Regions from separate parts of the Sus scrofa genome. Here regions 1 and 3 are each linked to region 2. A link is a contact called in public Hi-C and HiChIP or PLAC-seq data. All regions are on one chromosome and are shown on one strand. Each heading gives the region's core, a stretch centred on a gene start, on an enhancer-like site or on the middle of the called end of the contact. The rest is flanking DNA. Distances are from core to core; before and after follow the strand shown. Region 1 has its middle 44 kb from the start of C10H1orf100. Region 2 holds the start of ZBTB18 (zinc finger and BTB domain-containing protein 18). Region 3 holds the start of LOC110255592 (basic salivary proline-rich protein 2-like).

Region 1 (3,259 bases), core at 64-2,563, 240 kb after region 2:
TATGGACAACTGGGTCACTTTGCTGTACAGCAGAAATCAATGCAGCACCGTAAATCAACTAGCCTTCAATCCAATGAAAAAAAACAAACAAAACACTAAATGATGGAGCAGAGGAAGCAGCGCTAACCTGAGAGTTAGTGGCATAGCTGTGTTCCAGTCCCTGGCTGGCCACCAATTAAGAGCGTGACTAGAGCAATCGCTGCTCCTCCTGTAAAGTAAGGGAATAACGGGGGCTCATCTGTTCATCAACTGTCTTCGAATTACTGCCGGGGTGCGGGGGTGGGGGGGTGCCGAGGTGGGGCTGGGGGGCACGAGCAGGGCGGGGGCGCACTCATCGTCACAGACCTGGACGTTTGGGACCTTGTCATCTCAACGATGCCTTTCCAGCATCAAAGCTTCCCATAAAGTGAGACTTGACCTTGTGACGCCGTGGCCTTGGGGAAAGCATTGAGTTGACGTGCCCGCGGTGGTTCCAGTTCCACCCGGTCTCAATGACGTTCACCCTGGCGGCAATTGGCGCTCACCTCTTTGCAAATAGATAACCAGTTAGTCTAAGTCCAGTGCATCTATGGAGAGAGAGGCGGGTCCTGGACCACTGTGGACAGGCCCTTGACCTTGAATTATGTGGCAGGAGCAGGGACATGCAGATTGGCCCTCAGAATTATGCCGTCTAGACCAGTATCAGCCCGAGTTCGCCTACCCCATCCTAGCACCAGCAGACACCTCAAGGATGGCTTTCTCCCTGGAGGAACTAGACCATGTAGCAGAAGGATCTGAAGGATGCTGCCAACAGCGTTAGGATAATTGGGACTTGACAGCAAATAAATCCTGTAGAATCAGGACCACTTTCCCCCTCCCAAAGCCCCAAAGTGAGGACACCTTCCAAAAGCTCAGAACAGTCTGTTTATCTGCTTGGTGGAGAGTCCCTCGTCCTGGACCGCATGCTGCCCCCGGCCCCCGCAGTGCAGTGAACCCAGTTGGCAGCGCGGAGACACGTGGATGGCAGTCAAACACCCAGATGAAAACTGCAGCTGATGGCCCGGCCTTTCAGGTCAGTGGCTGCTGTGCCACAGCTCTGCCCCTGCCTCCTGAAGTTCAAATGCCAGGCTGATTTCTATCTGGAAGCGTCCCAGCCCAAACATGGAACAAAAGTTGCCTCTGACAAGCCCATTCCGGGTTCCAAAGTATGTTATTCTGTTTGTTGGCAAATAGAACTGTCACCAGCAACAATAACAACACTGTTTCCCCTCCATTGAGGCTACTTCATTTCTTCACATTTGTTCCAGGGCTGGAGCTGGACAGATGAATAATGCAGACCAGGCGGCTGGCCCAAGCCCTGACCTCATGCCTCCAAAAGCAAACACGGCAGTGAACACGGAGACGTGTTTGTTTGAACTCTCACTGCCTAACTTAAAAAAGAAAAAGGACGAAATAAAAACAAGCCTCCCATCATCCCATGCCATCAGGGTAGCCCCTGAAGTTTTATTGTTTTGTTTTTCTTTTTGCATTTCTCACTTTTTTCAAACGGGGAACTAATGCCCTCTACTGGTGCAGGGAAGGGCGCCAGTCCCCCCATCGTCGGGGTTACCCTGCCATCTCGTGGCCATCTTCGGGAAGTGCAAGTTTAGATAAAATCCATTTCAGGCCTCATAAAACCCAGGTCGTGTGAAGGAATCTTCAAAATATTTAGACAGGCTTTCATTTAAAACATCCCGAGAAGATAGACTGGATTGTTCGTGGAAAACAGAGATTGGATTTGGAGTCAGAATGCAGTTCCGTATCTCCGTGCCAATCAGCCATGCGTGGCAGCACACGAGCAAATCGTTTCATTTTCTGAACCTGTTTCCTCACCTGTAAAATGAAGGGCATAATAAATGTTTGATGCTTAGAGTTTTGTGAAGCTTAAATGAGGCTGCACGTGAGAAGTGACTTGTGGAGCTCTCCTATGGCTCAGCAGGATCAGGATGAGCGGGTGTTGTCACTGCCGTGGCTCAGGTCACTGCTGTGGTGCAGGTTCGATCCCTGGTCCGGGAACATCCCCATGATATAAATATGTTAAATATCTCTAAATATATTAAGATATATTTATGTACATAAATAGTAATATTTATTTATTGCAAATAAATATTTAAAATTTTAAAGATATATTAAAGATCTCTAAAGAAGTGGATTCTCTCATAACCTGGTAAAACTTTTTCCAAGACTCAAAGCCGGTTTCACTTTCTGACCCTCCTATAGCATAAAGCCTGAGCCTTAGAATGAGACGGGAGAAGGATCCCCCATCCTATACTTTCCTAAAGGCACAAGGCTGTCTGGTTCCTTAGCTTTCACTTTCCAGATTTAAGGGAAACCAGTTTCTTTGGCCTTTCTTCAGAGGACCAGCGAAAGGATAATAATGAGGAAGCAGGAACCTAGATGAGCCAGTGGAAGTTAAACTCTGCTTACCTGGAATCGCCCAGAGGCCCTTAGGGCGGGCGCTTCCTCATCTTCCAGAAAGAGCCCGGAGCCAGACGCTGTGGGCTCAGGGCTGACGTCAGATGACTCATCAAACTCAAGATGGGTTTGGCGGCCGAGGCTTCTGTGCAGCTGTTTGGAGGAAGCCAAGAATTTCTGGTGCCTTGCTCTGGACTTGGTGAGCAAACCCAAACGCTGCAGTCCCCTCCTCATGCTCAGTGTCAGTCCTGCCTGGTCGGCGGCCCAGCCAGCACCGGGTCTACTGATAAAAACGTCCAAGGCCATCCACAGGCCAGCGCTTCTGTGTTCTCTGGTTACAGTTTATCACTCCCGCCCCACTGATGCGGGAGGCAGGCTTAGGGGACATTTGGCAGCAGGATCAATAGTTTTGCAGAGAGAAAATGGCCTGCTGGCCAAAGGGACATCAAATCCTCGGGGGAGTGGTGAGGAGCTATGACTCAGATTTCCAGGCCATCTGCCCCCCTCCTTACCCCCTCCCCCCAGCCCCCAGGCTGGGCTCCGCTTCCACCTGTTTCCAGGTTTTGTTCATCTAGGTCTGTCCTCAGGAAGCCATCTTTGACTCTCTGAATGTCACCAGCCAACCTGTGTGTCAGCAGGTGACAGAGGAAGGAGGCAGGCCGTGTCTTCGGGGGGTGCTGTGGTGGCCCGGGGGTGGGGGCGGAAGGAAAAGGTCAAGCCTCTACCCTGCAGAATGAGAGCCTCCTTCCCAAGGCCGAACGGTGACGGCCGGCACGCCACGGTCAAGGCGCCCTCTCATTCCCCCCACCCAGCTCTTACTGGGCTG
Region 2 (3,467 bases), core at 46-2,545:
GGAATGGAATAAAAGTTTACTTGAAGGGAGGGAGAAGCGATACAACAGTCTGACATCTACCCTTGGTAGTTTAATTTTGTGGCTTGAGACATACCAATTACGGAATCAGGCTATGGCTTCTACAAGCATCAATTTTACTGCAGTTCTCTAGAATTTGGTCACTTGGGAATGGCTACTTGTAACAGTGCAAGGAAGTACACGTGACAAGAGGGTTCTCCGAGAACGACGGGCGCTCCGCCGCCGTGCCTGTGTCAAGATGCCTCGAGAAGGACGCCCAGAAACGGCCCGTCCGAGCCGGTGGTGTCCGCAGAGCCCGACGCGCACCTGCACACCGGGCAGCGCGGGTGGGCGCGAGGACGTCCCTTAGTCCTAAGCTCTGCGCTCCGGGGGACGAAGGCCTGGGCCCTCACAGCAGGAGCAGAGGGGGCCACCTAATGCCGGACTCAGGTCAAGTCTGTCCCGGGCGCCCTGCCTCCACGGATACCTGCTTAACTTCGAGCAGCCCAGCCCCACTACGTTTAAAAGTGTATTTACGGTTGTCAAGGAGCACACCGAAAAGCTTGCTCCGCACCCCCAGAGCGCGCGAGGCCTCCCAGCCTGGAAACAGGCCCCTCCCAACGCAGCTGTCGCCGCCGCCCGCGGGCTCCTTTCACTTTCTCACGGCCAAGTCCCCCAGAGGGGCGCCGCTGCCGCCACCGCCGCTGCGCCCGCCCGACGACTCCGCCCGCACCGCCTCGCTACCAGCCCCGCCCGCCCGGGTCCGCCCAGCCCAAGAGTTTCTGCTTGCGATTGGCTCGCGGGAGCGGCAGCTCCGGCTGGCCTCTCCCATTGGGTGGGCTCTCTTGTCAGTCCGACGAAAGCCCGCCACTGCCTCCGCCCCTCTGAAAAGCCGCCCTCCTATTGGAGGAGACTGCGTGCAGGGGGCGGGCGGGGAACCCGGTCCGGCCGCTTTCGGTCAATCGCAGCAGCCCAGCGCCGGGAGGGAGGGAGGCGGGGGGAACATCTGGCCGGCGCCGCCGCGTGCGTGCGTGGTGCGTCCCCCCGCCCCTCCCCCCGGCTCCCCCCGCCCCCCCCGCCACTGCCCCCCAGCCCGGGCTCCGCGCTCGCTCCTAGCTCGCTCGCTCCCTCGCTGTGTCTGGCAGGCTGCGGCCGCCGCTGGGCTGCTGCCATGGGGAGCCGTTGAGAGTGGGGCCTCTTCGCTCCGCCGCGCTCCTCCGGCTGCCAGCGGGGGTGGGCGGGCGGGAGGGGGCAGGGGGAGCGGGCGACGGAGCCGGGAGTGGGGGGCGGGGGGGCCGGGAGGGAGGGAGGGGGGCCCGCGGAGGAGGAAGCCCACCAAGTCCGGCGGCGGCGGCGGCGGCGGCCGGGAGGCGGAGGACGCGGCGGCGGTGGGGACGCGGTGACTTAGGGCCGCTCCGTGTGAGTCCCGGCGCCGGCCCCCGGCCCCAACCCGGCGTCCCCTCCGCGCCCCGGCCATGGCGGGCGGGGCGCTGGCTGTGCGGCCCCGGCCGGCGGGGCAGTGCGGGCGGGCGGCCGGGCGGCCGGGCCCCGTGAGTGGAGTTAGTTTGTGCGGGTGGAGCTGGGGGCGGCGGGGCGGGGGGGGCGCCGCAGCGGCGGGGGCCGGGCGCGAGGCCGGGCCGCCGCAGCTGCGGGTCGGGCGGGGTGCGGCCGGTGCAGCTGCGGCGCGGGGCGCGCTCCGGCCGGTGCAGCTGCGGCGGCGCCTCTCGGGGCGGGGGCGCGGGGCGGGGGCTTGGGAGCGGTGCAGCTGCAAGGCGGCGGGACGGCCGCCGCTCCGGGGACCCGTGCAGCTGCGGCAGCGCCCGCGGGGAGGCCCCTCCCGGGCCGGGGCAGTTGCCGGGGGCTCGCGCCTGGGCGGCGGGGAAGCGGTAGCCGCCTCCCTCCCCCGGCTTCTTACGACTTTTCTTTTGTTGTTGCCGTGACCTGGGTCTGTTTTCTCGTCTGTTGTTTAAGGTGTTTTCCTGCTGCACCGGCTCTACGCCCTCCGCCTCCTTCCCTGTGGTTTAACCTTCCTCTTTCCCCTAGTGTTTTATGCACAGCCAACTACGTAAAGATTTGCATTTCTTCCCCACTCCCCGCTCTTCACCCCCCCCCGCCCCCACCTCCTTGAAAAACAAAACCCAACCTCACAAAACCTCTCCGGACCCGCGGCTGCGAGGCGCAGAGGGGTTGATTTGTGGAGTGGGAGTCGCTGGCCCATTGCAGTGCTCGGGACTCGTTAAACTGTCACTCGCCATTCCCCCCGCCCCAGCCTAGCCCCCCGCCCCACCGGGTAAATGGGGTGATTAATGTCTGATATATTGGAATGAGGCGAGGGCATTTGTGCAGAATAGGTGGTGTGGCCGAGAAGGAATTTATTTCCAAAGAGTGCCTCCTGAAATAGGCATTCATAATTGTGTCATTCATCGCGAAGTTAGAGAAAGTTAGGTCTGTGACTTTGGAAAAGCGAGAAGCGCGGGATGGAGACCTTGGTCTTTGTTACTCTTTATTTAACTCTTGGCCGTGGTTTTCTAATGGGAGCGGAGTGGACATCCCCAGGACTGTGACACTTTGCGCCTCAGGCCCCAGCGCCTTTTCTGCTCCTCACCCTCAGAAGGGTCTTGTAGAGACGTGCTTGACATTCACAGATGTCGCAGCCCCTTGCAGGGCACCGGTCAGGCCGGCCCGGGTTACCTTAACAATTTCGTCAGCCGCTCTAAAAGGACCCACAAAGTCTAACTAAAAAAAAAAAAAAAAAAAAAAAAGTTCCCAACTTCCTAGACCTGGCTTCCCTTCCACTTCCCCCTTTCTCCCTGAAAGGTTTTCTTGTGATCATGAACATTACAGAGTGACCCACAAAAAAGATTGTTATGGGACACAGATCAAGGGGAAGACAGAGTTCTGCTCTTTCTGAGCAGAAAGTCAAATCAGATAGGCAGATGCAGCATTCACTGTAAATGGCTGTAGCAGGTTGTATGGGTTTATTAATTTGTCTCATTGAACTGAAGTACTTTCCAGGATTTCAGAAAGTGCAGTTTCAGTTTGTTGATACAGAGAGTTGAAATTTGCATTAACTGGCAGTGTGAGAACTGAGGAGGTAGTTGGAGAAAAGTTAGTTATATAAGAGTGAAGTATGAGATAATAAGGTGAACCAGTTTGAAGTGGTAGTTCTGAACAGTCTTCCAGCATTCTGAGACACGTATACCATTATCTCAGCAGGGGAAAAAAAAAAAAAAAGTGCCGTAATAATGTTGAAATGGGACTGGAGATGTCAAATGGGTTGGTTTAAAAATATCCCTAAGCTGCCTTTGCAACTAAACGTTGGAGTTGAATAAAAGTGAATCTGGATTTCCTGAATAGCACCGTGGCTTGAGTGTGCTGTCAGTATGTAAGCCAGTCCACCAACTTAAGACAGAAGTGTTGCTATTCCATAAATACAGTAGAACTCCATATGCTGAGTTTTTCAATTTCTT
Region 3 (3,523 bases), core at 245-2,744, 170 kb before region 2:
AACCCCGCCGCCACCCCAGGCCGAGCGGGCCCCCTCCTCACGCCGCCGGCCGGCGGGGAGGGTGAGGGGAGGGAGCGAGAGTGGCGCAGAGACCGGAGGCGCCGGGCCAGGGCGGCCCAGACCCGGAGCGCACCGCTAGGCCGGGAACACCCTCCCCGGCTACCCCCGCAAAGTGAGGGGTGCGGTCCGGCCGCGCCGGGCATCCCCGGCCTCCCCACCCGCATCCGCACCCCAGCCCCCGGCGACCCAGCCCCGCCCACGCCCCCGGCGCAGTGACAGGCTGGACGCCCCCACCTCGTTCACCGACCGCCGCCCCCGCCCGAGGGGGGCCCGGAGGGAGTGCGGGCGCGGCTGGGAGGGGGCGAGAGTGGGGGGGCGGTGGCTGTTACCTGCAAAGGCGGCGGCGGCGGCCCCGCAGCTGCTCGGGCGGCGGCAGAGGATGGAGCCGGGGGGCGGGGGGAGGAGAGGGGGCGACTCGGGGGTCCCCCTCCCTCCTCCTCCCCTCCTGTCCTCCCCCCACCCCGCAGAGCCTCTGGCCCCCCTGGAGCCCGGTGCGGCCGGCGGGAGGGCAGGCGGCGGGCTGCAGGGGAGGGAGGGAGGGAGCCGGCCGGGCCGGGCCGCGGAGCTGGAGCGGGAGGCGGCGGCGGCGGCGGCGGCGGGAGGAGGGAGGCGGCGGGGGGAGGGGGCGGAGACTCTACGTGGGAATCGGATCTCGGCTACAAATTCAATTCATCACCAGAAAACTCCGCTCGGGCGGGGGCCGGGTCGCGCCGGCGAGGCGAGGCGGCGGCGGCGGCGGGCGGAGGCTCAGGGCCCCGGCGGCCCGGAGCAGGTCGGGGGTCTGCGGCCTCCTCTCGGGCCGCGCCCCGCTGGGGGCCCCGCCGCCGCCTCCCCACCCCCTCCTCCCCCACGGGGCCGCCGCCGATCGGCTCTTGCGGCCGCCGCCGCCGCCGCGGGGCTTGTTGTTGACTTTGAGGAAAACTCCTGACGTCAGGGGCTGGCGCTCCGCGACTGGCGGGAGCGGTTTCCCCGCGTCCCCGGCCGGCCCGCTGCTTCTGCCCCCTCCCCACAGGCCCACGTCCGCGGGCTTCCCCGCGCCCCCTCTCCTCTCGCGAGAACACCCCCCAGCCGGAGCCAGGAGCTGGGCGTCGTTCCTGGGCGGGAAGTAGTGGGTTTCCCCCGCGCCCTCGTGGCGTGCGGCGGGCACCCGAGGCCCGGGCGCGGAGGCTCGCTGCCCTCCTCCGCGCTCAGCCGGGCCCCAGGCTTTGCCCGCCCGCCGCGGCTCGGGGGCGGTCGGGCGGGGAGGGTGACGGGCCTGGACCTGAGGCCCCCAAGGTGGGCGGTGCCCTGTGCGGACGCGCCCCCGAAAGCTGGGAGCCGGGAGGCCACCGACCCCACCCGTCTGCACCTCGGGGGTCAATCCGAAGCCTAACTCGGCTCCTGACTCCCGGGAGGTCTTACCGTCCAGTTCAAGAACCCCTCTCGGAAGAGCCATTTCGGCGCTTCCTGTAAGCAGCCACGACCACACTGTGTAAAGCTTGCGGTAGAATCGCAATTCAATCTTAAAATTTCACACTTTTTAGAGATACTAGTTTTCATTGACTTCGGGGAAGCCATGATGTATTGCATTCACTACGAAGAAGATGCCATTTTTCTTTGGAAGTTCTTAGTTCCTGGGAATCTTTGCAATGGAGAGACTACTTTCTGCAAAATGGTCATATTTTTTTACTGTCCATCATGCTCCATAAAGTTATAAAAGACGTTTATTTTTTTCTGACGGAACACTGGGGGGGGGGAAACTATTTCGCCACGTGGTTTTCACCTTGTGGATTTATCTGTTATTTCTCCCAATGTAAGATTCTTGTTAGTGCTTTCTCGGCTTCTTTCTGTAGAACAGTTTCTCCTGATGCGCACCTCCTACTCCGCTTTTCATGTTCTGACAACTTTGGGTTGGTAGTCATTCCTTTACACTATATCCCTGGTATTTGCATAGGGAGTTGTATTTATACATCTATGTCCACAGCTTTTGCGAAATGCACATCTATTGGGATTGTGGACAGGACTACGAAACCTATGAGAAGTAAAGGGCCTTTTAAGTCAATTTTCTCCATTAATAAGGGAAACGCTTTTCTGACCGTTTTAGAACAAAATTTGCCATTTTAAGAGAGACAATCCACCGGAGAGAAAAAGTCCTCAATTACTGCTCTTCTTCTTTTTCTCTATTTCCCAGCATGTCATGAGCTCATTAATATAGACTGTATCCTTATTCTCAGTTTATCTGTGTATAAAATATATATAATTTATTGCCATAATTATGAGACCTCTCACAGTCCCTATTGGTAAAATGGTTCCATTACAGATTTCTTGGGAATAGCAAAAATGGGTCAGATTTTTATTCTATAATAACCCAACCCACTTTTTATTTTTAAGAAAATAGTCCCTAGGACAACAGCGCTAAAAAGAGTGTCTCAGAACCCCTTTAAATATTTAATTCTGAGAGTTGTGATAATCTGATTTACTAGATATCTCTTAAAAGTCGCAATTCTCATTCGTTTCCGGTTTTAACATCAACATATTTGCCAGAACCAAATTTGTCTTATGAGCCATCCTTCCTCAAAATAGTTCTTCAAGTCTCATAAGATTGTATTAAATCCTAACTAGATTAAACCCTAAAAGTAAATGCGGTATAAACTACGGAGGATTATATATTCTGGCCTTCATGTATTTGAAAAATTGTGAACTTTTATTTCTTCTGTGTTTTGTTCTACTATAGTAGTTTCATTACTTTCTGTAATAAAACACATCACCTTTTGTTATAGAATTATTATAGAACTAGTATTCCTTAAGTAGCATTGTTCTTTCAGACTGTGCCATCCTGAATTTGGGAGAATTTTCCAGTTGTGCTTGGATATGTATGCAGTGTGCATGTGAATGATATATTGTATATACAGTGTGTGTGCCAGATTTCTCCTCCTCCTCATTGTCATCACATTCCAATCCTGCTGGTAGCAGGAGCATGTTGATCCACAAGAATATCCCTCCTAAATTTTGGAGGAAAGCCTTCATTCTTTATTAATCCAGAAATTCTTAAGGCTGACATCTCTCAGTAGTAGTAATGTATGCATCTTAAGAAAAATATTCTCTCTTCTCGACTACCAATGAATAAATTACTGAGATCTGTTTCTTAGTACTTCCACCATTTCTTGGGAGTAACTTAAACTAGAAGGCACAATTAGAATTTCAGGGCATCAGGTGACAAAAATTAAGTTACTGCCTCACTACCTGAATAGCACGGGCATCTTGTCTCCAGTGGCTGCAATAGAACATGACACAAAGTACGCACAAAATAAGTGTTTGTTCTCATGGTCATGGAGAACAGACTTGTGGTGACCAAGGGGGAGGAGGAGGGAGTGGGGTGGACTGGAAGTTTGGTTTCAGTAGATGAGAACTATTGCATTTGGAGAGGATAAGCAATGAGATCCTGCTACATAGCACAGGGAGCTACATTCAGTCACTTGTGATG

Evidence for each region. A called contact is a pair of places that touch in the nucleus more often than the background predicts. HiChIP or PLAC-seq counts read pairs in DNA pulled down with a chosen protein or histone mark.
Region 1: an H3K27ac HiChIP or PLAC-seq map of skeletal muscle shows a contact between it and region 2, with 9 times the contacts expected there. The contact joins the enhancer-like site here to the promoter of ZBTB18 in region 2. A contact is called at or near these places in 1 of 5 promoter capture datasets (liver), 3 of 47 Hi-C or Micro-C datasets (embryonic fibroblasts, fetal skeletal muscle and fibroblasts) and 2 of 2 datasets of contacts at active chromatin or transcription factors (alveolar macrophages and skeletal muscle).
Region 3: a contact with region 2 is called in a Hi-C map of epiblast stem cells, with 1.6 times the contacts expected there. The contact joins the promoter of LOC110255592 here to the promoter of ZBTB18 in region 2. A contact is called at or near these places in 3 of 47 Hi-C or Micro-C datasets (embryonic fibroblasts, epiblast stem cells and heart right ventricle).

What each region holds. Positions count from the first base shown.
Region 1 is chr10:17,153,713-17,156,971 of Sscrofa11.1, forward strand. No RefSeq gene overlaps it. Among named protein-coding and RNA genes, the nearest start is that of C10H1orf100, 44 kb to the right of the region's middle. Within about 2 kb of position 1,314, at least 34 of the 83 cell types and tissues checked have an H3K27ac peak or open chromatin away from gene starts, as enhancers often do. A contact at or near this core is called in alveolar macrophages, liver and skeletal muscle, where this site is marked.
Region 2 is chr10:16,911,727-16,915,193 of Sscrofa11.1, forward strand. It overlaps ZBTB18 (zinc finger and BTB domain-containing protein 18), which reads left to right and starts at 1,296. Exons shown (of 2, transcript XM_021064458.1): 1 at 1,296-1,416.
Region 3 is chr10:16,740,246-16,743,768 of Sscrofa11.1, forward strand. It overlaps LOC110255592 (basic salivary proline-rich protein 2-like), which reads right to left and starts at 1,495. Exons shown (of 2, transcript XM_021064263.1): 1 at 745-1,495; 2 at 300-625. The coding sequence starts at 1,495. The coding sequence ends at 300. It also overlaps a transcript of AKT3 not described here.